3 separate regions of the Mus musculus genome follow, and regions 2 and 3 are each linked to region 1. Evidence: chromatin contacts called from public Micro-C and promoter capture Hi-C data. All regions are on one chromosome and are shown on one strand. The core of a region is the stretch at or near the end of the contact, and the rest is flanking DNA. Distances in the headings are between cores, read along the strand shown. Region 1 holds the start of Grb10 (growth factor receptor bound protein 10). Region 2 holds the start of Cobl (cordon-bleu WH2 repeat). Region 3 holds the start of Ikzf1 (IKAROS family zinc finger 1).

Region 1 (4,695 bases), core at 1,607-4,106:
AAACAGACACTGGATTATGTACAGGCTTCCCTCCTAGGAAGGTGCCAGCACTGAAATGTCGGGCAGGCGGGCGCTTAGCACTGAGTCTCCATAGATGGACAATTGCCCCCAGAGTAGTTTCTTACACGTAGAACAAACTTTTAAGCAAATAGGTTTCCCAAATTATACCATTTATAAAATACTTTTTTTTTTTTTTAAAAAAAAGATACACCAATCAAGAATCTGTACAGCTCTAAAATGAGCTAAAGGCACATGGATGTCTTGGTTCAACCCAAGCTTGGCTTCGAAACACTGTAAAGCCTCTGACCCAGCGGGTTCAGCAACACCCTAGGTAAGTTCTGACCTGGATCTTTGGTTCTGATTTTGCTCTTCGTGCCCAGTGGAGGCTAACTGGAGACACAGAGCTGCTCTGGCTCCCAACCATAGCCGTAACCACCATATAAAGTCCCAGACAATTAGCCACCAAAAATCTGCCCTGCTTTCTGGCTCCCTAGTTCACCTACAAAATCCACTTTGACCAACCCAATATTGCCTCACAAGCAATACAGGCCAAGTAATGTGCAGTAGGTAGTGATTTAGGGGCCACACAACATTTTAATTTAATTATAATGAACAAAGTTACCATATCAAACTCATGATTTCATGAACATTGAAGTTTCTTCTCCAAATAAATGAGTATGTAAGTATAAAAAAGAAGAAGAAAAAACCCAGTGATAATTGCTTGGTCTACGTGGCATTAATCTTGGAGGGCTGGGAGCGACTGGTCTAAGAAACCAGGCCCCGTCCTCCATTTGCTCTGCTGTGTGTCAGGCAGGGTGTCCCTCCTCCACACCATTTCTTCTAGAAGTGGACGTGCTTTTGCAGACGTGTAAAGCTCGGGAGGTCTCCCCCGAGCTTTGTCCTTTGTTAGCTGGTACGGCCCAGGGCATACCAGTTAACATCCTGAGCCTTGGTTTCCAGACCTGTGAAATGGGGACCGTGGGGACCACAAAGTGGATAAAAAGCAACAGGGCTTTTGAAAGTGCCTTGTAAACTGCGAAATGCTACCTAAGGATCAGTGGCTACACTTCTCAGTTACGGCAATGCCTGCTGGGCTGCAACTCCGTCTGTCCTCAAATTCCCTCCCTGTAATGTGGCGACTGGCCCGTGCCAGTCTTTCAAAGGTTCCCAGTAAAACTCAAAAAAAGTATGTTCACTAATCTTAAAGTTTTGATTTTTTTTTTAAGATCAAAATTTGGTAGGCAAGACTCATTCCTGGGAGCACATTTGACCGCAGCACTCTTGGTGAAATACTCTCAGACTCCTTCATCCTTTGCCTTACACAATTCCCTCAGCTGCAGAAATCCAGAACTCGAGGTCCACTTCTGTAAAATAGGAACCTCACTAAAATATTAGCCTTAGTGTGTGCCCGCAGGGGTGCGGGGGGTGGGGGGGGGAATTTTAATGACTGGAGTTCTGGTAAAGCAGGGCGAAACGTTAAATTGAGCACCATTTCTGAAACTCAGGGGCTCCAAATGGCTGAATCAGCATTTTCTGAAACAAAGTCTTCTGGGCCTGGCCTTTTAAACAGCCGCAAAGGGAAAGTTGTGCAATAACACATATTTACTCACTAATGCTACTTGTTTTGGACTTATTCTTTGCATCTCTTGAATGAAACAGTTACAAAAAAAGAGTTTTTCAAAAACATCCTAAAGGACTAGAGCCTTGTAAAAATCACCTGTGGCTCTCCTACTTTTCGGTCAAAGCAAATGAAAAGAAGTTCGCGGGGTTTCTTCCAACGCCAAGAAAAGACAAATACATTTTTTTTTCCAAAGTGAAGAATACCCTAATTTCCATAACGCACATGCCGCAGGCCCTCGCCAGGCAGGCGTTTGGAGAGGCAATCAGCAAAGGCAGAGAGTTGCATCAGAAATTTCCTTCTGCAAACGGTACCGCTCTTATCACGTTTCCACCGCTGGCGGGCTGCTAGTTCGTGAGCCCTCAAACTTGGTGTTAGGCCCCAGCGACGGGTAGCGGGGCCACTAACAGACCCGAAGAAAGAAAGGGGTGGGGGTTGGGGAGTGTGTGTGGGGGGGTACGGAACCTCGGGCCGCGGTCCGGGCCGCGCTCGCTTGGGACTTGGGAGTGTCTGGCACCGCTGCCCGGTCCGCCTGGCGCGCGCGCCGAGGCCCGGGGCGCAGCGGGAGCACCCGCTTCTCCGGTGACCCCCGGGCGCCCACCCTCCTCCAGGGCGGTGGCCCCTGAAAGCGCGGCCGTGACCGCAGCCCCCGCCCGAGCCCCCCGAGCCGTCGCCGTCGGACAAGACGGCTCAAGAATGTGCCGCTCGGGGCCCCGCGCCTCCCCCCGTGGGCTGGAGCGCAGGGGAGAGCGTTGCGGGGCGCCGCAGCCGCGCGCCCGCCGCCCCGTCCCGCCATCCCGTGCCGCCCCGCCGGGGGCCCGGGGCGCCGCAGCCCCCCAGACCCCCCAAGGCGACGCCCTTCCGCCCGCCGCGCCTCGCGGGGCCCCGCGTCCCGATCGCGGGCGGCCCCGAGCGCAGACAATGACGGCGCGGGGAGCCGCCCGGCCGCCGGGCCCCGCGAGGCGCGGACCACAAAAGTAACTTGCCGCGGCTCCCCGCCCAACTCCTACCTGACGTGCAGCTCCTCGTCGCCTCCGCGTGGCCGCTGGCCACACGTTGCACGAGTCACAACGGAGAAAAACCGAAGGCAAAGCCGGACACTGGACGGTCCCAGTCGCCGTGCGTGAGACGGTGCGCGGAAACTTCGTGCTCCCGTGGGTCTCGGAACGCGAATCCCGCCCGCCACTGGTCGCAGCGCCCTTCCCTTCCTGCCGCCTCCCCGCACCCCACCCCCTCGATGGGCTTTAAACTCTCCGGGCCCCGCCCGCCCTCCCCGCCTCCGCCGCCGCCTCCGCCTCCTCCTCCCCCGGCCGCTTTTCCTGCTCCTCCTCCCGCCGCCGCCCGGACCGCTCGGCGGCCGCCAGCGCGGGAGGAGCCGCGGCCTGGGCGCAGGGCGTGGCGCGGGGGGCGCGGGCTCGCGGGGTTGGCGTGGCACGATGCTCTCCCGCCCGGGCGGGAGCGCGCCCACCATGCTTGCAGCGCGCGGGACCCCCGGCGCCACGCCACCGCCCCGGTGCGCGGCCGCGCCGGCGGAAGACCGACCGGACCTGTCCCGAGGGCCATTCGGAAGGGAATTGTTCGAAACTCAGAAAGTACTCCCCAACCGCACAGTTCAAACTCTTCCTGGGCTGCGGCCGCCCGACACCGTCGTGGGCAGCCCCGGGCCCGGACAAGGAAACTCGGGCTTGCTCACGGCGGGTCGGGTCCGAGCCTCACCTTTCTCAGCCTCAGTTTCGCCAGCTGCGTGTGAGTAGCCGAAGGAGGGAAGCCTGAGAGGCCCTTCATTGTTTTCTTGAGGCAGCCGAGCAAGCCTCGTGTCCTTTACCTCTGAAGTGGGGCCCTCGTGAAAGTAAAGCCCAGACGGGCCGTGCCCGGTTTCTAAAGTGACCCACGAAAAGGCAACGGGCTAATTTGATCGGCCCCTTCGAAATAATTCTTAATGTTGTGTCGCTTTTCTAGTACAGATAGGCTACCAATAATTACACCTTTTTCTTGAGTTTCGGCTTTGTAAAAGCAGCCCTGACCGTAAATCACCGTAGTTGAGAAGACACGTGGTGTGAAACATTTGTGAATTCTCCTTCTTCTCCCTCACTCAGGCCTCTGAGGTTTGTTCCTAGAACAACTGTAGAAAGTAGAGAGACTGAGCCTAAAAAGTAACTTCTTAAAAGTAACTTCTAGAAAGTCGAGAAGCTGGGAGTGGGCTCACAGCAAGGCAAAGATTTGAAAGCTGTGCTGTGTGCATTGTCCGACGCTCTTTTTGAGCACGGCTCGGTACCTCTTGCTTTTAACAGTGGTTTTTCCGACCTCAGATTGATGTAATCAATGAAAAGTTTTTCCTTTCCTATAACTGAACACTCACTCTTATTTCTGGCCGTTGGTCCAAGACTCAGAAACCTACAAGGTGAAAATCCAGAGAAAAGGATGTGAATAAGTCTTAGATTCCCGGGGAAAGGAACACAAGAAGTCTTTTGTAGACAAAGGACTCAAAAGCGAACCGAAGCAGAGAAAACTGGGCTAACTTTTCCCAAGTTGATTGGCTTCAAACTTTACAGTTTTCCTGCAGGGTCTCACCAACGATCCATACTGCACCGGACACAAAGCCTGTCGGGTCAGGGAACTTTTACAGAGGTTTGAAAGTTTCTACATACTTTCGCAATACTTTTCCCCCCTGAATCGATTTGTTGGTAAGTTCCAAACAGTGTGGACCCTTCAGCCCTCTACATATTGATGTTGCCTTTCCAAACATGGAGATGTTTTCTTATATAACAACCACATACCTTTCAAATCCACAGATTTATATTGGTACAAAACGTGTATTTAATCTAGGTTTAAACTTTTTTTCCCCCTCAGTTTATCTGATAATTTAGAGCATTGCTTTTTCTTACAAGACCAGTCCAGTGATCTAGGTGGAAAGTTTAATCTGTGTTTCTCAGGCATTACTACTAACTAGAATGGTATGGAGATAAATGTCAAGTATTTTCTTGATGTCAAAGCCCTGGACAGGCCTTCACCCCCAAATTTCCTGGATCCCTGTAGACCCATATAGCAGCGTTCTGAACAAAGGTTTTTGCCTTATT
Region 2 (4,695 bases), core at 844-3,343, 430 kb after region 1:
TTCTTTATGATAGGCAATCAATACACCTTAATATAAAATATGCTTGCATTTCTTTCTTTGCATTCTAACTCAAAATACGTCATACTAAACTTGTAATCTTTGTTAAAAATATATAAGCATATTTATATTTGGGGGTGTTTCTTTATTCAAGGTATAACAAATGAGAAACAACAATAACAAGTTACAAAAATAGATCTACATTTCTTGGACAAAGAGGTGGAAACAATCATATAACATGCTGAAGGTTCAGAGGCATCAAGCCTTGTAAAGCTTTACTCTCTCACCCATAGCATAGCACCTTGGTTTTCCCTTGTGACACCCAGTGAGGAAGACAAACCTGGGTTGGCCTCTTGGCTGCCTAGGGAGCAGGCTGGCTGGAGGACATAGGGTGGTTTCACTATTACCAGACACCTTCATCAGTTTCTGCACTCTATGGATCTTTGCAGGCACCCTAAATATTCCCTTTATATTTATTTATTTTTTTAAAAAGTGGTGAAATAATTCAGTCCCCTTAAATAGAGTTATGTAACAATGTAGAAAAGTCGCAATTTTAAAAGCAATTCTGTTTACATCTCCCAACGTCATTTTAGGGGCTCTCCATTACCATGAAAAAGTATTCCCATATCTATTTTTTAAGGGGAATTTGTTTCTTCAAAGGATTTATATAACCACAACCACACCTTAGCGAAGAAAAGTCTTAAAAAAAAAATTCCGTAGCTTCAAGATTATGAGTTAGAAATGTATCTTACTTTTTTGGAAGCCTCCAGGGGAGATTTTAAGAATAAAGAACTGGTTTAGACGGCTTTTATAAACACTTGGGCAACAAAGTCAGTGGGCAAGGGATCGGGTGAGTCAGTGGGACATAACTGCTAAAGAAAAGAGATTTGTTGTCCCCAGTGCCGCCTTAGAAAATCCAGCTGCTCAAGTGGAAAGTGGGCCATTTCGGGAGCAGGTGCGGACCCACCCCAACTCATTCCATTCGCAACACTCATAACACATTTGCTCCAGAAAGAAGAGGTCAAAAGCCAGCCCCACGGCGCTCTCTGAAATCTACCAAGTCTGCAAGGGTTGTCAACTGTCCTGGCAGAGATGGGCACGGAGGGGCACGATTCGGGGAGTTGGGGTTAAAGGGCAAGTCTATTTGACCTGTGTTAGGCAAGTTTCTCTTGGGCAAGTAAAATCCTCAGTGTGACAGGGAATCTCTGTCCGCAAGGTGTGGAGACAGCAAAAAGAAACTAAAAGGGTTGAGGCACTAGAGGATCCTGAAGACAGGATTGACAGCTCTGCTTTACAGGTCCGATGAAGAAGGTCCTCACCTCTTCAGACACAAGGGAGATCCCAGCACAAAGGCTTGGGCAGAAGAGTGTTCATGAAGTCCCTTCCCCACACACCTCCCCAGATCTCCTGGCTACATGGGTCCCAACAGACCAAGTACCCCCTTGTCATTGAGGTAGGGAGCAGCGGGCCACAGGGCCTGCGAGGAGTGGCTGGAGGAACCTGTGTATGGGACCAGACAGACTCAGCTGGAGTTTCAGGCCTGGATTTTCCTTGTCCCCCTCCGCCCGTAATTGCCACTATTGCAAGGGGCTGAAGGCAGCTCAGAGCTGGGGTTCTGCACGGAGGGACAGCACTCCCTCCACCCACCCACCCCCCAACACACACATACACAAACATACACAAGGGCTTTCACAGCAGCACCTCTCGCAGAAAGTGTTCCCGAGCAAGGCCTGCCACGGTTACCGGAGCAACGACCCAGGCGCCCCAAGTCCTCAACACCTCGGGAAGAGCCACGCCCGCCCTCGTGGGCCCGCTTACCCTGTGGGGGGCTTGGCCGCCAGTGCACGCGGCGCGTCCATGGAGCCGGCGGGTTGCTCTGCCGGCCGACTGGGGCGCTGGCTGCGGCGCCGCCGTCCTCATTCACTTTTTCCGCGCTGACCCATCGTCCTCCCACGCGGGGCTAGCGAGGACAGCGGCCGTGCCGAGAGGACGGAAGCGACCTGGGGCGTCCGGGCGGGCGGGGGCGTGCGGAGAGAGACGGACGCGGCTACCCCGGGCGCGGGAGCAAGGTGCGCCGCCCCCCGCCAAACTGGCTCAGCCGCGCCCACCGCGGCGCCGCCCCGTGCCCGCGCGCCGCTCCCCAGCGCCCGCCTCTCCGCGCGCCCCCGCTGCCCGCCGGAGCACACCTGGGCGGGGCGCGCGCCCCGCGGTGGGCACCGAGTCACCTGCCCAGCCGGCTGGAGGAACTAAGCGGGCAAATACCTGGCCACCTGTGGCTGCGCGGGGCGAGGCGGGCCGACTAGGCTGCGAGAACCGACTTGAAGGAAGAGAGAAAAATAGACGGTCTAGCGCCTCAGTTTCTGCCCCAGAACCTAAAAGAACCTTTGTTAGAACTAGAGATCTACTGTAAGGGGAGGGGAGAGTGGTCCAAAATGAGGTCCTTGGTGTGCAGCATAGGAAACTGGAGAGGGACGCAGCTTGGGGTAAAGGGGCACACCTTTTTCTGAGAAATCAGAAAGCAGTGAGGCTGGAGTGTGGACATCCAGTGCCAACAAGAACTGCACCTGTTTGGATGCATGCTTCTGCTTGCCAGCCTAATTGCCTGGATAGTAATGAATGCTACTGTGGCCCCAGCCCTGTGATTCCCATGTTGAGTGGTGAGCAAAAATACCAGCAGAGGCAGCAGGTGCTGAGGCCTCACTGCAAGTCAACCTGAGGACCCAGCACCACTAAGCTTCCCTTCTCCAGCCTGCTAATTGACCTTAGGGGAACAGGAAAAGAACCTGATTGCTATGAAGTTCCGCCCTTCAAATACAGCAGTTGTACTAGGTTCTCAGGATTGGAATAAAATGCCAGTAAGAGGCAAAATTCTGTGACTGAACTCTGTATCCAGAAGCTTGCCTAAGCTTTTCTTCCTCTGAACCCCAACTTTCTGTTTAAGGAAAGAGGGGAGACCAGTGTACAAAATACAAGTCCTGCAGTAGCCTTCTTTGCTCCAGCCACAGTGCCCACTCAAAGCAGGTGAACCACTTCATACCTACAGCAGAGCCTGGCTTCCTTTTGAACACAATACTCAGAGCATTTCCCCACCCGAGGGCTTCTGGGATCTGCAATGTGTATCCTGCAGGCTCTGCTCAGATACCTGCTCCTCAGGGAGCTCTTTTCTGACCTCTTTGTCGCAAAGGACATCCCCACTCTCAACTCCCATCTGCTTCTTGTCCACTGTCTTGAGTTTTGTTTGATACTCTTGCCGATTGTCTTGATATTCCTCATGGAAGCATATCACTTTATCTTCTGTGTGTGTGTGTGTGTGTGTGTGTGTGTGCGCGCTTTATATGTCTGTTTATAATCAAAATGCTTACATGCTTTTATATTTATATAAACTGAGTGTATTAATTACGCATGCAAGAGGTATAAATACATGTAGATATACATGTCATATTGAATATGTTTACCTTTATGTGTTTGGAATGGGTCTCTTCCCCGAAAATGTGACTCAGTGTAGAGTGAGCCTTGTCTGGTGTTTTTCATTACTCTTAGCCTTTAAGACAGTGAATGAGGGTGAATCAGGGCTCACTACATAAAGGGAACATTGAATGAATTGAGTTTCTAGGCCTCTCCCAAGCTCTGGGTCTGGCTATCGGAAGGTCTTTCCTGGAATCTGTAAGATCTCTCTATGCTCTGGACACTACTTTGGGAAAGGGTAACCTGGGAGGGGCCGGTAGGCCAGGAACTAGGGGCCTGGACCCCAGTGAGAAGTAACAGTGGGTACAGAGAAGCCAGAAATCATGAGCATGGCAGATAGTTGGTTGTCAGAGACAGAATACCACAGAAAAATCACGAGAGGATGGCACTGCCCACCTCCAGGCTGAGCTTCTGATTTCTGTCCTAGGAAAAAGGCCCTGGCAGTGCTGGGCCTGGACAACCTCCAAGTCTACAGAAGCCACTAAACACCACAGTCTGAGAAACCCAAAAGGGAAATGGAGTGGGTGGCACAAACTGAGAAGAGTTATCACAGTGAAGCAAAAGGCAAGATTAGGCTTCATACCAGCAGGAGGGTCTAAGCACCCAAGACCTCTGCTTGCTGTGTAAATAGGTCAGCCCTGGCATTCCCAAGCCAGCCATCCTAGTGTAAAGTGTGCCAACAGATCCATCTAAGCACTGTTGTTTCCAAAAGCATGTATTCCACAGATATACATGAAGGCCGGTAACGGGTAGAACTAGACCCATTATTAAATATTAAAATATTTTAAGTGCTGAGGGGTTGGGGATGTATTTATCAGTTTGCGTTATTTGATTAGTCCTCTTGGACTGACGATGTTAGGTTCATCAGGCTAACTCTCCCCATCACTATGTGCCCTTGATATGACCCTGGACCTTCCTGGACATCCTATATCTACTAGAATAAACCTAGACCAGATACAGGGTGCCCAGGAAGGCCCAAGGTCATATGAAGGGCACATAGTGAGGGGAAGAGGTGGTCTGTCTAAGTCAGTGCTTCCTGAATTTGAATGTTCAAAGGATGCATATTCTGATCCAGTCAGTGGTGCACCAGAGAGCTTTTGTTCCTAATGGGCTCTCAGGGATGCAAAATTTGTTGGCCCAAGGACTGAAGGTCACACACAGTAGCTTCTGGATTGATCTTGTACTGACTGGTAATGTTGGCCGCAGCAAATTCCTTTCCTTTAAACATTCATT
Region 3 (4,695 bases), core at 1,237-3,736, 350 kb before region 1:
TAAAATTCACTCTCCCTCAGAGTGTCTTCCAGCCCTTTCCAGAACAGAGTCCCCAGCTGAATCCTTACAGTACAAAGCTCTGAACAAGGAGCCTGGGGTTAATTCCACAGGTGGTGTGGATTCTTTTGACAAAAACCTTGCAAACTAAAGAACTGGTAATTCAGTGATTACTCCTGAACACATTAAGCACTAATACCCTTAACATTTTGAAATTGGCAATATATGTTATTAATTCGTAAACAAAGTGACCGGCATTAAAATTATCATTTTTTTTAAACTCTAAAGGCATCAATGTTTTAAGTGACCTCTGAACTCTTGGTATCCATCCGGAGACCCCCAAATAACAACCAGTTACTTTAGCTCCACCTGCATGTGGGGAAGTGAGAGAAGTGGACCCTAACACCTAACTCTGCAGTATGGCCCCCACCACAGGTTAATGGGCTGAATAACAAGTAATATTCACTGATATGTCTGCTCTTCCAGCATTACAGCAGCATCTTCCACATAGATCCTTTTTAACTCTCAAAAGATCCCCTGGGGGAGAATTTATTATTACCCTCAAGTTATGATGAGGAAACAGGCCTGGAAGATGCAAGGCCTAAGATGATATCAGAAAGCCCAGGGTATCTGGACCTGTAGACTTAGAAGAACACACCTTGCAGGGATGACCACGTCTGACTCCATTCCCTAGGACTAGGCAAGCATTTCAAGGGATGTCTGATGTCTAAGGGTGCTTGAGCATCTAAGAACTGGAGATGTCCAAGATCCCTTCCTTACCACCAGTCTAGCCTCGATCACCTTGCACCTTGCAGTTTATGGTTACAGCCTCAGCAAATCCTCTACAGGCAACTCCTAGACACAAGGAAGACAGCCAGAGTTTGGAACACACAAAAAAGATCACAAAGGAAAAGGGAGAGCTTGAAGTAAGACCAGAGGGCAGTTTACAAGTCTGGCCTCCCTGGGCTTGACCCATAAGTTGACTTGGCTTAGGATCTCTGTACCGTGGCACATCTCCAAAAACAAACTGGTAGATGTTGCCTAAACCGTCCAAGAAAACTTTATGTGTTGAAAGGCCTTCTCTCAAGAATAGTAGAGGCCAAGCATGTCATCGAGGTGCATGGGTCCTGTTATGGCAGCCAGGCCACAACTATCTGGACAGCTGTGTCCCCGACCACGCTCAGCTGCCCTGGAGTCACATTTTCTGCCTGTCCCTGTGGCTCACTCCTCCTGCCACCTGGGAAGCCTGTGTCTTCCTTTCCACCAGCACAACCTATCCCTTTGAGGCCCAGAGCCTTCCTCCCAAACACTATAGCTGCCTGCACTCCTCTCAAGGGTACTCCAGAGTTTTATTTTGTGCCTTTCTAAGTGGTTTTGAAAAGTGGTGAGGCAAGGCCACCGCCACCCCCACCCTACCCAGGCAGGGACACCAGGCAGTGTGTATGGAATTAAAGATTCTCCCTCTGTGCTCAGGGTTAACGCCTGTCTGGCCCCCTTCGGGTGTGGCCCAGCTAATCAGAAAGACGATGGGCTCTTTGTAGAGTGTGAGCACCATCAGAGGCTGCAGTCCTGTCTCTACGCAGGCACTCCGTGCCTGACACGCCAGGGAGAGGTCTGCGGCGCCGTGGAGCATGGTGTAGGATTGCCTTGCTCCCACCTCTGTCCATAGACCCCTTCCACGCTGGCGTGTGCACACAGGCCGGGATGGAAGGCGCCATCCTAACTTCTTCTGTGAGCAGGTGGGAGGGAAGAGACGCGAGAGGTATTCCATTGGTTGTCTGGGAAAATGAACTGCACCTTCTCCTCACTCGCACAGGATCAACTTTTCCCACCCCCTAGGGTGGGCATCAGTACCTTGGGGTCTGAGCCCGAACGTGGGAGCCCACGGGTCCCAGTTTCAGGGACTCGGCTGTGCGCTTGCAGCGGTTGCTCTTAGACACCGGGGAAAGTGCCTTACAGTGTCCCGTGTTCCCCGACTGGGCGAGTGAGCCTGTGTCCCGACCGCCCGGCTGTCCCGGCTGTCCCGCGCGTGGCGCTGCGGCAGGGAGGCCCCTCCCCCTCCCCGCCGGCCCCGCACGTGCCGCACCCCTGCGGGTCGAGCGCGGGTCCCGCAGTGGCGCGGTTGAGCCGGACCGGCCCGCGGGCAAAGCGCGGGCCGCCGCATCCCGCGCGGGGCAGCGGCGTGATGCTGCGCTGGAATGAGGAAGCTTGGCGCCAAGGGGAGGGCCCGGGCGCGCTGCGCGCGGGGGTGGCGGCGGCGCGCCGAGCGGGCCCGGCGCGGGCGAGCGGGCTGCAGCCGCCGGCGGCGCCAGCAGGTACGGCCGGTGCCCGCCGCCGCCCGGCTACCCTCGGCGGCCGGGCCCGAGCCCCGTGCGGCTGCAAACTTTGTGTGCGCGGCCCGGCGGGTCGCGGAGTTGCCGTCTGAAGGCGGGACCCGAGGGCGGGCGCGGGACGGGAGGGTGCCTCCCTCTGACCCGCTCAGTGTCCCCGTCAGGGTCCCGAAGCCGCGTGCCGTGCGCGCAGGCCGGGTGGGCTGTGGGACAAGCCGAGCGGGAGGCGAGTCGCAAGCGCCAACCCAAAGTTTGCACGGTGCGGGGCGAGGGGCGCGCGCTCCGGGCTGCCGCAGGTGGCGGCGCGGTGAGCCCGGGCCAGGTGCCCCGGCAGCGGGGCGGCGCTGTCGTGCGGGACAGCCGGGCTGCCAGGGGCTCGGAGCCGGGTCGGAGCCCGCGGGGGGCGGGGAGTGTGGCGAGAAATGGGGAACAATGCGAGTGAGCAACTTGAGGAAGTCATTGTGAAAGAAAGCTGGGAATTGCTCCGCAGCCAACTTAGCAGGGCACTCTAACAAGTGCCTGCGCGGCCGCGCCCGGGCCGGGGACAGGGGCAGCCCGGCGCAGTACAGCCCATCCCGGGACGCTCGGCCGCGGCTGCCGGAGACCCGGTAGGTCCCGCGGGGTGCAGGAGCCCCCAGATCCCCGGCTGCTCTTCGCGCCCCAGGATCATTCTTGGCCCCCAAAGCGCGGCGCACAAATCCACGTGAGTGTTTTCGAATTAAATTTCAGTAGAAAAACTTGGGATAACTGGTGGATTTTTGTTTTTGTTTTTTTCAATTAGGAATAGGAAAGAAAGGAAAGTCATTCGAAATCCATAGTGTCCGTGTCGCTCACGTCTATCTTTTTCTTTCTGAGGACTGTGAGAGCGTTGACTTAGGTCAAAGCCTCTGCCTTTTTAGGCTGGGGCTGCAGGTGCAGACCAGGCCAGTTGAGGCACTTCTGAGTAGCCCGGGGTCCCACGAAGAGAATGTCCTGCTTTTATGTTTAGGTTTATATCGACATATCTATCGAGATTACGGAAGCCAGCGTTTTCAAACTCATGAGTAAAGACTTTCCTTATTTTCGATGCGAGAGCTATTTGCTTTACTGATAAGATCCTGTCTGAGTTTGCTTTGTGCAAAACAAAAATGATCTGAGTATTGAAACACATACTTTTTCTCATCGCACTGTCTGATCACAGGTCATGAGACTATCGCAAGGAGACCCTGTTATCAAATAGGCATCAGGACGCTTGCACATTATTTGAAATGTGCTTTTTAAAATTGCTAAGCATCACTGGTGATTCCCAAGGTATCTTATGAGCCTTCGATTTCCTTCTAATTTGGAAGTGCAGGATATGGCATCTGGTGACCCAAAGGGGCATCAATTCAAAAGGTCTGAGCCAGAAATATTTTCTGTTTTCTTTCGGGCAGGAGCCCACCCAGATTGAATTTTAATGTGCTATTTTGCTCAAGTAACCCACACGTAATTTCTCTCCCTGCTGCAGACAACCTATTTCATCTTTGAGCTGCCTTGTTTTAAACTTACAGAACCAAACTGGTGTTAGGGAAATAGCCCTTTACTGGTCCAACCTACCTGTAGAAGAATTTTTTTTTTTAATGTCGAAAACGTATAATATATGTATGTATATATATATATATATATATATATATATATATATAAAATATTTTTTCATAGACATTGAAATGCTTTTAAGAATTGGTTCGTTTGGGGTTCTGAATTGAGAGGGGGGTGAAGTCAGTAAGAAAATCCCAGAGCCTGCTTCAGTTTCTTTGTTTGAAGATATTTGTTCTATGAGATTGAACTCATTCTTTTTTATGGAATTTTCAAAGTAACAATTAAAACATTATTCATAATATGTTAGTAGGTGTCCAAATTGTTTCAGTGACAAATCAGATTCCTTGGTATATGACTCAAAATTTAAACGGGGACAGATATCCGTGACAAAGATTCATCTGCTTACTCGGATCAGCACCCTAAGGTACACAGAACATGTTGAGGACATAATGTAGCCACATCCATGTAAATGACAGTGGGGCACTTCACTGATGATGCAATTCTTTTGATAAAACATGAATAATTTCAACTTTCCCCACAAGCATACATGGCTGTTCCTTTTTTATCGTAGAATAAAATATTTTTCCCGGACAGACGATGCACTAGAGCTGATGGCCAAAATGTTTCGAGTCTGGTGGCTTTCGGTGTTTTGTTCATGGTGACTGTTGAAACCTAGAGTTAAGAAATTCCAAAGAACTTGTTTGTTTAATTCATTGGTGGTTTAACTGAAGGGCCAAACCCCAAATTTCTCCACAAGTGTAGAAGCCATAACAACAGTGCTAGCCCACCATGGTGGCCTCACAAGCAGACA

Evidence for each region. Promoter capture Hi-C pulls out the DNA fragments that hold promoters and counts their contacts. Hi-C and Micro-C count contacts between places; a contact is called where the count stands out from the background.
Region 2: a Micro-C map of embryonic stem cells shows a contact between it and region 1, with 2.1 times the contacts expected there. The contact joins the promoter of Cobl here to the promoter of Grb10 in region 1. A contact is called at or near these places in 6 of 39 promoter capture datasets (cranial neural crest, embryonic stem cells, hippocampal neurons and 2 more), 1 of 15 datasets of contacts at CTCF or cohesin (the NIH/3T3 cell line), 7 of 484 Hi-C or Micro-C datasets (cerebral cortex, cortical neurons, embryonic stem cells and 1 more) and 8 of 115 datasets of contacts at active chromatin or transcription factors (embryonic stem cells, forebrain, neural progenitor cells and 1 more).
Region 3: a promoter capture Hi-C map of embryonic stem cells shows a contact between it and region 1. The contact joins the promoter of Ikzf1 here to the promoter of Grb10 in region 1. A contact is called at or near these places in 5 of 39 promoter capture datasets (cranial neural crest, embryonic stem cells and stem cell-derived epiblast-like cells), 7 of 484 Hi-C or Micro-C datasets (all in embryonic stem cells), 3 of 115 datasets of contacts at active chromatin or transcription factors (all in embryonic stem cells) and 3 of 9 other capture datasets (adipose tissue, embryonic stem cells and pancreatic islet).

The regions. Positions count from the first base shown.
Region 1 is chr11:12,034,564-12,039,258 of GRCm38.p6, forward strand. Grb10 (growth factor receptor bound protein 10) reads right to left here and starts at 2,857. Exons shown (of 17, transcript NM_010345.4): 1 at 2,629-2,857.
Region 2 is chr11:12,462,867-12,467,561 of GRCm38.p6, forward strand. It overlaps Cobl (cordon-bleu WH2 repeat), which reads right to left and starts at 2,094. Exons shown (of 15, transcript NM_172496.3): 1 at 1,816-2,094. The coding sequence starts at 1,856.
Region 3 is chr11:11,683,439-11,688,133 of GRCm38.p6, forward strand. It overlaps Ikzf1 (IKAROS family zinc finger 1), which reads left to right and starts at 2,487. Exons shown (of 8, transcript NM_001025597.2): 1 at 2,487-3,030. It overlaps Gm11999 (predicted gene 11999), which reads right to left and starts at 2,197. Exons shown (of 4, transcript NR_166812.1): 1 at 1,852-2,197.